3 separate regions of the Rattus norvegicus genome follow, and regions 2 and 3 are each linked to region 1. A link is a contact called in public Hi-C data. All regions are on one chromosome and are shown on one strand. Each heading gives the region's core, a stretch centred on a gene start, on an enhancer-like site or on the middle of the called end of the contact. The rest is flanking DNA. Distances are from core to core; before and after follow the strand shown.

Evidence for each region. A called contact is a pair of places that touch in the nucleus more often than the background predicts.
Region 2: a contact with region 1 is called in a Hi-C map of liver, with 4 times the contacts expected there. The contact joins two enhancer-like sites. A contact is called at or near these places in 2 of 12 Hi-C or Micro-C datasets (both in liver).
Region 3: a contact with region 1 is called in a Hi-C map of liver, with 6 times the contacts expected there. The contact joins two enhancer-like sites. A contact is called at or near these places in 3 of 12 Hi-C or Micro-C datasets (kidney and liver).

The regions. Positions count from the first base shown.
Region 1 is chr7:95,871,461-95,874,829 of GRCr8, reverse strand. No RefSeq gene overlaps it. Among named protein-coding and RNA genes, the nearest start is that of Pvt1, 330 kb to the right of the region's middle. Within about 2 kb of position 1,554, at least 3 of the 93 cell types and tissues checked have an H3K27ac peak or open chromatin away from gene starts, as enhancers often do. A contact at or near this core is called in liver, where this site is marked.
Region 2 is chr7:95,734,709-95,737,963 of GRCr8, reverse strand. The region is part of intron 3 of Pvt1 (Pvt1 oncogene); the gene reads right to left. Among named protein-coding and RNA genes, the nearest start is that of Pvt1, 190 kb to the right of the region's middle. Within about 2 kb of position 1,778, at least 12 of the 93 cell types and tissues checked have an H3K27ac peak or open chromatin away from gene starts, as enhancers often do. A contact at or near this core is called in liver, where this site is marked.
Region 3 is chr7:96,037,855-96,040,956 of GRCr8, reverse strand. No RefSeq gene overlaps it. Among named protein-coding and RNA genes, the nearest start is that of Rgs22l, 470 kb to the left of the region's middle. Within about 2 kb of position 1,251, at least 10 of the 93 cell types and tissues checked have an H3K27ac peak or open chromatin away from gene starts, as enhancers often do. A contact at or near this core is called in liver, where this site is marked.

The DNA of each region.
Region 1 (3,369 bases), core at 305-2,804:
TCAGGAAGTTTTCTTGAATAAAATGTTTGTCCTACTAACACACCAAGTTCTCAGAAAGGGACTGCAATGTCACTACATCCTAATTCTCTTCTCATCACCTTTCTAGAGAGAGGCTTCCTCCTCTTCTGGTCCTTTCCCTCACTGCTCCTCTGCTCTTACCCCATTCTGTTTTTCTTTAGAAAAGGGGAAGCTTCCCATGGATATCAACCAAACAAAGCATATCAAATTGCATTAAAACTACATACCTTCCCTCATATTAAGGCTGGATGAGGCAACCCAGTAGCAGGAAAAGAGTTACGAAGACAACAAAAGAGTCAGAGATAACCCCTGCTCACTCCTGTTAAGAGTCCCACAAGACAACCAAACTATACAACTGTGATTGTGTCTACAGAGGACCAAGTCAGACCCATACAGACTCCCTGGTTAGTGGTTCAATCTTTGTGGGCCTCTATGAGCCCAGGTTAGTTGATTCTGAGTTTTCTTGTGTTCTTGACCCCTCTGGCTCCTACAATCCTCCTTCTGCCCCCTGACTCTTCTGCAGTTCCCAAGCGTGTTGGTTACTAAATCTGTTTCCATCGGTTGCTAGATAAAGCCTCTCTAATGACAGCTAGGCTAGGCAACAATCTGTAAGAAAAGCAAATTATCATTAGGAATCACTTCATTGGCTGGCTCTCTCTCTCTCTCTCTCTCTCTCTCTCTCTCTCTCTCTCTCTGTGTGTGTGTGTGTGTGTGTGTGTGTGTGTGTGTGTGTGCTTTGTTCTATCCTAGGTCTCTGGGATATCCAGATGCCAGACTCTGGTTCCTAGAAATGTCATGGGTGGGATCCCTCTTGTGGCATGCATCTCAAGCTGGACTTGTCATTGCTTGATCACACACACACCCCCCAACAATTTCTGGATCACATTTTCCATGGCATATCTTTTAGGTAGGACAAATTGTAGGTCAGAGGTTATATGACTGGGTTGGTGTCACAATCTCTCTACTGGACATTTTGCCTGGTTACACAAGGTGAGTAGTTCACAGCCTCAAGATTTTGAGAATGTCATTCACTTTCTACCTGGGCAATCTTATAACTTCAGACTTAATCTAATAGTTGTCACTATTAAATGGAAGGGTTAATGATATGAGCCCAAAGGTAATAATTCTGCAAGGGACAGAGAAGTACTAGCCTTAGTATGTTCCCAATACATACTAAGTGTTCTATGTTTGTGAGTCGTTGAAACCCAAAGGGTCCTTGACTTCCAGGAAAACCTGCAAACCTGAAAGTTATCTGAGTTTCAAAGACTAAAAAGAGATTCCAAACAAATTAATAAATTTGACAATGGCAGTGAATTAAATATTTGTAATCTCTGAGATGACTTGCTATAAGGAAAGCATATGGGATGTGACATCCAAAGTTTAAAATTGGGAACTATACACTGCCAGTTCCTGGCTGAGCACCTCAAGCAACTTCAATGTCATTTCCACAGCAGTTTCCTCCTCTATTCAATAGGGCACAGTCATATTCACTTCAAAGCAAATGAGCTGTCAGCCTGTTTAGTGAACAAGTTGTGAGAACCCAAGCAGCTACTTAAATATTTGTGTCCTTTTCTGAGCTAGGCCACAAAGGTGCCACTGCTGATAACCTGAGACTAACCAAATGCTCCTTGTCCTTTGTGCTGCTACTGGATTCGGTTGCATAATGAGCCCTCATTTCTGAGAAAGGTCAGGTCAAACCATTCCATACTCCCAGCATTAGCCCACCCTCCATTCCAGGGAAAGCCATTGGCCTTTGTCTCTAACTGCAGAGCATTCCAAAAGAATCCTGTTTAACAAAAACTGAATAGAACTACAGATAACTGGAATGACTAAGTACATGGGATACAGACTTTGAGATCTTGGCAATGCTGCATGTTACCCTCCTGTTTCTCTAAGAGGTCAGTTTCATCAGTTATTGGTTTTGTCTTGATAGAACTCAGAAAATCCCACAGGAAAGAACCACAGGTTCTGTTTTTATCATTTTGTTCCATTTCTCCTGTTTGCTTAGTAACCCTGGTAAATAGCTTTGGGCAAACAGAAACCTTTTAATTTTACTGAGTCCTTACCTGGAACACTTCAGTTGCAGGAGTAACTGAAAAAGCCACCTTAGATTTAGACTTTTCTCATAAGTAAAGCTTCTTTAGTATCCCTATAATAATAGAATAGCTATGACTTTTGCTACAATAAAGGAATTAAAGAGTTTCTAGCAGCTAATTGTTTATTCACTCAGCAAGTATGGACTGAATACTCATCAAACAAAGGACATAGTTCTTAGTCGAATATATGACAGATATTAAAGTAGAATCTTTTTTTAAAGAGAGCAGTCAAAATAGAACCTTATTTCTCCTGCCCATGGCAAATGGATATAGATATCCATCTGGAATGGAAACACTCCAGATAACACAAATACCTGATTACTTGGTATTTGTCCAGTGAACATTGGCTCTGTTTCAAGTGCTTAAAGATTGATTCGTTTATGTGAAGTACGGAAAGAACGAAACTTTGAGAAAGCATACGTCTACTTGTTTTTTTATTTACTATGTCAAAAAGAATTACGACTCTTATGCTGATCAAATAAATGATGGCTTGTCCAATTCCTTTAAACTTTACACTACCCAAGATACATCTGTATTTATTCACTTGCTTCTTCAATCAACAATTGTTCATTTGGACTTTTCTATATGTTAGGTAGTAGAGCTACTACCCTTCTCTATGCCCTTCTAGACCTAATATTCTCCTAGAACCAGATAATACCAATGAAATGACGAATTCTAGGTAAGTGAGAATGATGAGCAGAGAAGAAATGCAAATATATTTTGAAAAGAGTTACTTATTTATTTTATGTATGAGTACAGTGCAGCTGTCTTCAGACACACCAGAAGAGGGCATCGGATCCCAATATGGATGGTTGTGAGCCACCAGGTGGTTGCTGGGAATCAACCTTGGCAGTCAGTGCGCTTAACCACTGAGCCACCTCTCCAGTCCCCAAAAATACAAATTGTAAAACCTAACTGCCCCTAACACTGCAGCGTATACTGGCACAGTTCCAAGTACTTATGTATTTATTTAACTTCACAGCTCTAGGGGTTAATTACCCCCACTCTCTAGAAGGGAAACTGAGTCACAGACTCATACCATACAGTTATAGTAAGTGTCAGATAAGAGGAGCAAAGTTGGGTATCTTTTAATATAAAATGTCTAATGGGCAGTTAATTAGACATGCAATGACACATTACATTTTTGCCACTTTTGATCTTTACCATCCCCCAACCACAACAAAAATACAACTTTCTATCATTATTTCTTGTAGGAGAGAATAAACAGAGACTTTTCCTAATTTGGATACCTAAA
Region 2 (3,255 bases), core at 529-3,028, 140 kb after region 1:
ATTTGCAAATTGTTGAAATTCTGCTCTCCCTCTGTATAAGAAATAAGATACTATACAGGATTTTGAGGGTTCCCCTCACCTATCTTACCAGCCTTATACCAGAACACACCCTCCTACTTTCAGACCAAGGTACAAACTAATGATGGCAAGGAACAGGAGGGAGGGGTAAATAACCAGTGATGGTCCTAGAAGTCCTTAGGAGGCAGTCCAATGGCTCACTACCTGCCATAATGGCTCTCCTATACACCCCACAGCCAACAGCAGAAGCCAATAACAGGGGACCCCTTCCTGCCTTAATGGCTCTCCTATACAACTCTCAATCAGCAGCAGAAACTGGCGACAAGGGACCTCTTCTGGGGTCTTCCCTTGTCTACTTGGACATAGCACCTGGAGACAGGTCCTTTGGACTAGGCCCCATATGCCAGCATCTATATGGGCAGCAGTCTTCATGGATGGATGGAAGGAGGAAGAGAAAGAAGAAGAGTAGTTTAAGAGTTTAGGATCAGGGAAAGAGAAATTCTATGACCTGACTAAAGGCAGAAGCAGAAATTACAGGGGGAAACGGATCAAAAGGAAGAGGTATCTAGAAAAACACTATGCAGCAAATAAGAAAAAAGAGACGTGTGTTTGCACACACACTTGCACGCGCGCAGACACACACACACACACACACACACACACACACACACACTCCTCTAAGAAACATTACAGATGGGAAAAACAAGGAGGATGAACTATCTGTTCCTTCCAGATGTTTAAATGTTATAACCTCAGGAGCCACTGGCAACACTGAACTGGTTGGGGACCAGTCGGTAGGAGACAAGCTTCCTAAGCCTAGAACTCCAACTACAAGATCTATAGTTCCATTCTAGATCTCAAAGCATCTCGTAATGAGGCTTCCAAGCTGATGATGCTTCCTTCATTCCTAGTTCTAGTTGGTGGTAATCTGCTACGGACAACCTATAAACATTGGGTCACAACTAAGATCCCAGGGCATTGGTCACCTATACTATTTACCCACAGGACATTTTATTCCATTACAAAATATAAAAATTATTTCACAATATAAGAGAAAGAAAATGAAGAGGAATGTTTTCAACCCCCACCTTTATGCCCCCATATAATACCCCTTTCAAGAAGACAAAAACTGGGTATCTTTTCAATACCCATAGTCCCATGTCCTAAGAACTACATGATCAAACTCCTCTAGATAGATTTGCGTGGGTTATTCCATGAACTGAACCAGAATCAATTCAATAACTTTTAAGAAGAGTGGGATCTCTACCATCTGCAGAGCTGCTGATCTTCTCCATTCTAGGCAACCACCGTCTAAGAGAGAAACGGTCCGTGGAACCTCCAACTACATACAGCAAGGCCTTAAGGCTTATCCTGGGTCCAGAGCAAAGCCCAATTCTGGGAGAAGCGATGCACTCAAGAAAGGCCCAGTATTCCTCACCCTACACCCCAAACCTAAAATATTCCAAAATATAAAACGTGTTGAGGGTTAACATGATAGCACAAATGGAAAACCCTCACCATAAACTTCATCCCATATAAAAATCACTGAAAATGTAGCGTAAAATCACCTTCAGGCCGTGCGTATATGAAATGTAAAAGTCGAAGGCCTGGTTCTAAGCCATTTCTATGAATTCATAGCACTGAAAAAGAAAGCCTGAAGTCCTCAAGACTTGTGTCCCAAACATTTCAGATAGAACAGCTCAATCTGTAGCACGCCACAGCCCAAACACATTGCAACACTGTCTCCGCTATTAGCCAGGGCCTGGTCGTCAGGACGACTCTTGCTCAATATTACTCTTTGCTTCATAATTTCCACACACAGAGGAACAATACTTCTCTTTAAAAAAAAAAAATCAATTGTCCCCAGCAATCCACCTACACAGTTCTAGGAAAATAGGGGCTAAACACTCTGCTTCAGCAAGCAAACAAGGAACAAGGAGGGCGAGAGGAATCCATCACAGCGCCTGCGCTTTTCATTATTCACACCAACTGTTTTTAGAGTCACTAAGTTCAAATGACCCTGTCCCTTGGGGCCGCAGAACTATTTTTACCAACGCTTGCCAGTAAGGAAGCCGTGCATGCTGAATAAATGGGATTACTCAGTATGAGGAGACACTAAGTGGCTTCAAGAGGCTTCAGGGTAAAGGAACTGCATATGGCCTGGAAGGAAGATGCTGGAACAGTCAATGTCTGACCCGCCCAGGACTTTGAGAGACTTTGATGTGGGGACCACAGGGCATCCAACGAATAGGAAAAGCCTGCTGGGATCCCATCCCAAACTGCCAGAAAACAATGAAAGAAGATAAATGGCCCTGGCGTCAGGAAAAGGCAACACTGAATAAGGGATAGAGGTGTGCCTGGAGCGTAGTAAGTGATCCACAAATACCTCATGTGCATGCATGCATGTGCATGTGAACACACACACACAGAGAGAGAGAGAGAGAGAGAGAGAGAGAGAGAGAGAAAGAGAGAGAGAGAGAGAGAGAGAGAGAGAGAGGCCTGCCTGCACAGAGAACCAGCAAGATAGCTTTTCTCTATGCTTTCTGGACTTCAGGGTGATCACACCCAGCCTGAAGGCTTTAAGTTGGAGGGTTCTACATGCAATCAAGTCATATTCATTTCTGCACACATTATTTCTGGCATCCAAGTTAATCCCTTTGTTCCATGGATTTAATATGTCCCAGAAGGTGTGTTTGTGTGAGAGAGTGGGACAGAGGAGAAGGAAAAGGGGGGGTGGGGGGGTGGGGATTGGCTTACATAATCACGAGGCCCCCAATCCCAGACAGAATCTGCAAGGCAGACAAGCAAGCAGTTGAAGTCTGTAGGTAGCATGGAGTCAGGATTCCTACTTTCTGTTGCCACAGAAAGCTTCAGTCTGTTCTCTTAAAGCCTACAGCTGAGTGGAGCAGGCCCAGCCACACCACGAAAAGTCACAAACTTTGCTCAGTCTATTGATATAAATGTGGACCTCGTTGAAGAAACACTTTAGCTCAAAGAGGTGATGCATGTTTGTAATCTCCACATTCAAGAAGCGAGAGGGTTTTGAATTTGAAGTCATCTTATACTATACTTCAAGACCTTTCCTCAAAACGACAATTGCAACAACAACACCATCAAGGGGGTCCAAGAGACCTCCCAAATTACATAGGCTGCTATTTCATTGCTTGTGGTTGCTTCATAACTTACAGTCTATTGCTGAAGTCACCACACACTTCAGTCCAGGAGTTGAAGAAATCC
Region 3 (3,102 bases), core at 2-2,501, 170 kb before region 1:
GGGTCCTGATCCAATTCTCATATGCCAAACACCAGAGAAAAAACAATAAGAAAACAAAAGAAAGACATCATCTAAACATTAGAAAGAAACCAATCCTACAGACCCCTTAACCTTGAAGATCAAGTTTCAAAAGTTGCAAATAATACATTTTCAAGTTTAGGCTGACATATTTATAGAGTTTTATTATACCAGACCTAGACTAAACAAGGTGAATGATAGAAAATTTTAACTCCATAACGTGGTCATAGAAAATGATAGGAAAAAAGAGGTTTGTATCAAGATGTCTCCTCAACAGAGAACCTAAGGACTGGAACTCAGGAACCCCATAGCCTCCAGCTGTTCTATCATCAGAGTCCTTCTAGCACGCAAGAGTGAGCCTCACTTTCACAGGCTACCTCTGCCTAGAAACTTGGGGTTACATATATATTAAAACCAAGGTGTCTCTTTGCAACTGGACTCTGAACAGAGTCATTATTCAGAGTTTTATCACCTGCCTGGCAGAGACCCAAAAATAATGTTCTATGGCTTACGGCTCTGTGGACTCTTCCTGCTTTCCTTATGGCCTTCTCTAGGGTCAGCACTCTCACCACAGCGTGGTGAGCTTCTTCTATTTCTTCTCATCCTACACCAACATTTCTCCCCAAGTGTCTCTTGCTTATTTATAACTCTATCTTGGCTTCTGCGTGAGGCATTCTGGGTGAGCTTAATATAGGGTCTTTGTATAGAAGCTTCCTATAGGGGCTTCTTTTAGAATCATCACCCGGATATATTGTCCTAGCAACCTGAAGAGGAAATGTTTAATTCCCATGGTAGAACACGAAACTAATATAATGGAGAAGAGGGTCTTGTGCCGACCTACAACAGTTGGTAATGATGATGTCACATCCTTTCTTCTAAAGCAAAGTATCCATTGTTGTGCCTACCTCCAGTGCTCAGAACCTTTGTTCTCCTACCCCTCCCAAGCCCTGCTCCTGTTCCTGCCTTTGAGCAGCTCTTTGGAACCTAATGTGGCTCTCATCAGGTTTCTGAAGACCTCTTGAGAGGAGGCTGTCAAAGTTTCAAACTAAAACCTGAAACATGATCTTTATGGGGTGAAATGAGAAACCTGTTAAGGAAGCCGGGGAGAAGGTGGCGGATATGGTGTAGATGAGCAAGGTGTTTTGCAAGTAGACCCAGCAGGCCAGTCATAACTCAGGAATGCATTGCCTCATTTATCCCCTGACCAGGACTCCACTGGGAGCTATTGCATAAGATGACAGCATGGTCACTAGTTACCGTGTGACTAGGGATCATAGATACATGACAAAGCAGAGAGGAATACAGCATTTGGCACACCATTCAGAGGACAAAGTACAGGTCCTAGTGAACTTGTGCATGTCCGAAGAGCACCTAGCAACTTGGCTGAAAATGGACATGCCTAGACTATATCTCCTACCTGAGATGCCTTCTTATACCCCTGAAGAGTCAAAGCTCACCTCCTGACAGTTGCCACTGCTTTAGGACTTAACTAACTAGCTGAAGCAGGTTAAAACCAAGTTGATCAGGGTTGGGTGTGGTGGCGCATGCCTTTCATCCCAGTGTTTGGGAGGCAAAGGCAGGCGAATCTCTGAGTTTGAGGCCAGCCAAGGCTAATAGTAGAGAAACCCTGTCTCAAAAAATAAAATAAAATATAAAACAAACAAACAAAGAGAGGCCTAGGAAGCAGAAGGATACTTTAAAACAAAATCAAGTTGATCAGAATTTATTTGATCACCTACTATGTGCTGTCCTGGTGGTTACCAAATATGTAATTTAAGATGAAGCCTTAGATAGCATCAGTATCTGAAGATTAACCATCTCATTACTAGTGACTAGTGTTTGCCAGGTTAAGGACAAGGGTTCTAGAAGGAGCTTATCCAAATAATAATTATTGTGGTTATTGACCTACAAACCTAAGCACTTCCTAGCCTCTCTCGGGTCTTTTGTCTTCTGCCTGCTTCCGAGCCTAGTTTCATTCTTATATCACACTGCCAGAACACTAACAAAGTCTTTGTTATCTCCTGATCTAAGCACATACATCCTCATCAAGTTTACCTTCCCATCTCTATCTAGCTTCTAAAGCATGATCTTTACTCACAGTAAGTATTCTAAAATAAAACAGAATAATTGCAGAAATAATAACCATGTAGTAGAATGTATTGCTATGCATTGTGTGAAATCTTGGCTACTTTTCTTTCTTTTCCTTTTTTTTTTTTTTAGATAGTCTTAAATAACACATGTTGCTCTCAAATTCACGGTGAAACAGAGGCTTTACTCTATGAACCCATGTGGCATTCTCTGGGTTTTCTTGCAGGAATATATGAGATTCCTTTTGTCTGTTGTCTTGGTAGTCTGTCTTTTGCTGCACCTAAATATCATGACTACAGAAAATTATTATCCATCCCCTATAGTCCCTTACTTAAAATTATCAGTGGCTCCCTATTTTCTACCAGTAATAAAAATTTCAAATTCTTCAGGATAGATTCAAGAATCACACATGGTTCTACCCCTAGCCCTGGCTTCAATCCTGTCAACTCCACATTCTAGGACCCAGTAATCAGGAATTCAAGTCCCTAGATTCCCCTTGAACACTTGTGTTTTCTTCCTCTTTGTTACTTAACCTTTCTCCCTAAATCCCTTTCTTTGCTAATGTCTCTGTCAGAGTCAGAAACTCCGGACTAGAAATCAAAGACTCTTCCTGCTAAACTTCCACAGCATAGATTCATTTCTTCCTCTGCACTGGTCCACACTGGTTCAAACCATGAGGAATGGGACACATGCACGCTGCTGCACAGGCCTGTAAAAATACCCGAATGTCTTTAAGCATTTACACTGAGAATAGAGAACCATTCTTCTCTTATCATGATGAATTTGGAGTTACTCACATTTGTTGAATAATTAGATTAGAAAATAGTCCTCCATACAATGCCTTTAAAAAGTTGATGTTGGGTCTGTTAATACCTGGTCTTCGAAAATCATTATGCTTCTGACACACCATCAATTCTCTCAAGAAACAGAATAAGGATTAGTTGTCCCTCATCCATAAAATGTCTCTGGGACATTGTCACCCATCCATTGGTGGGC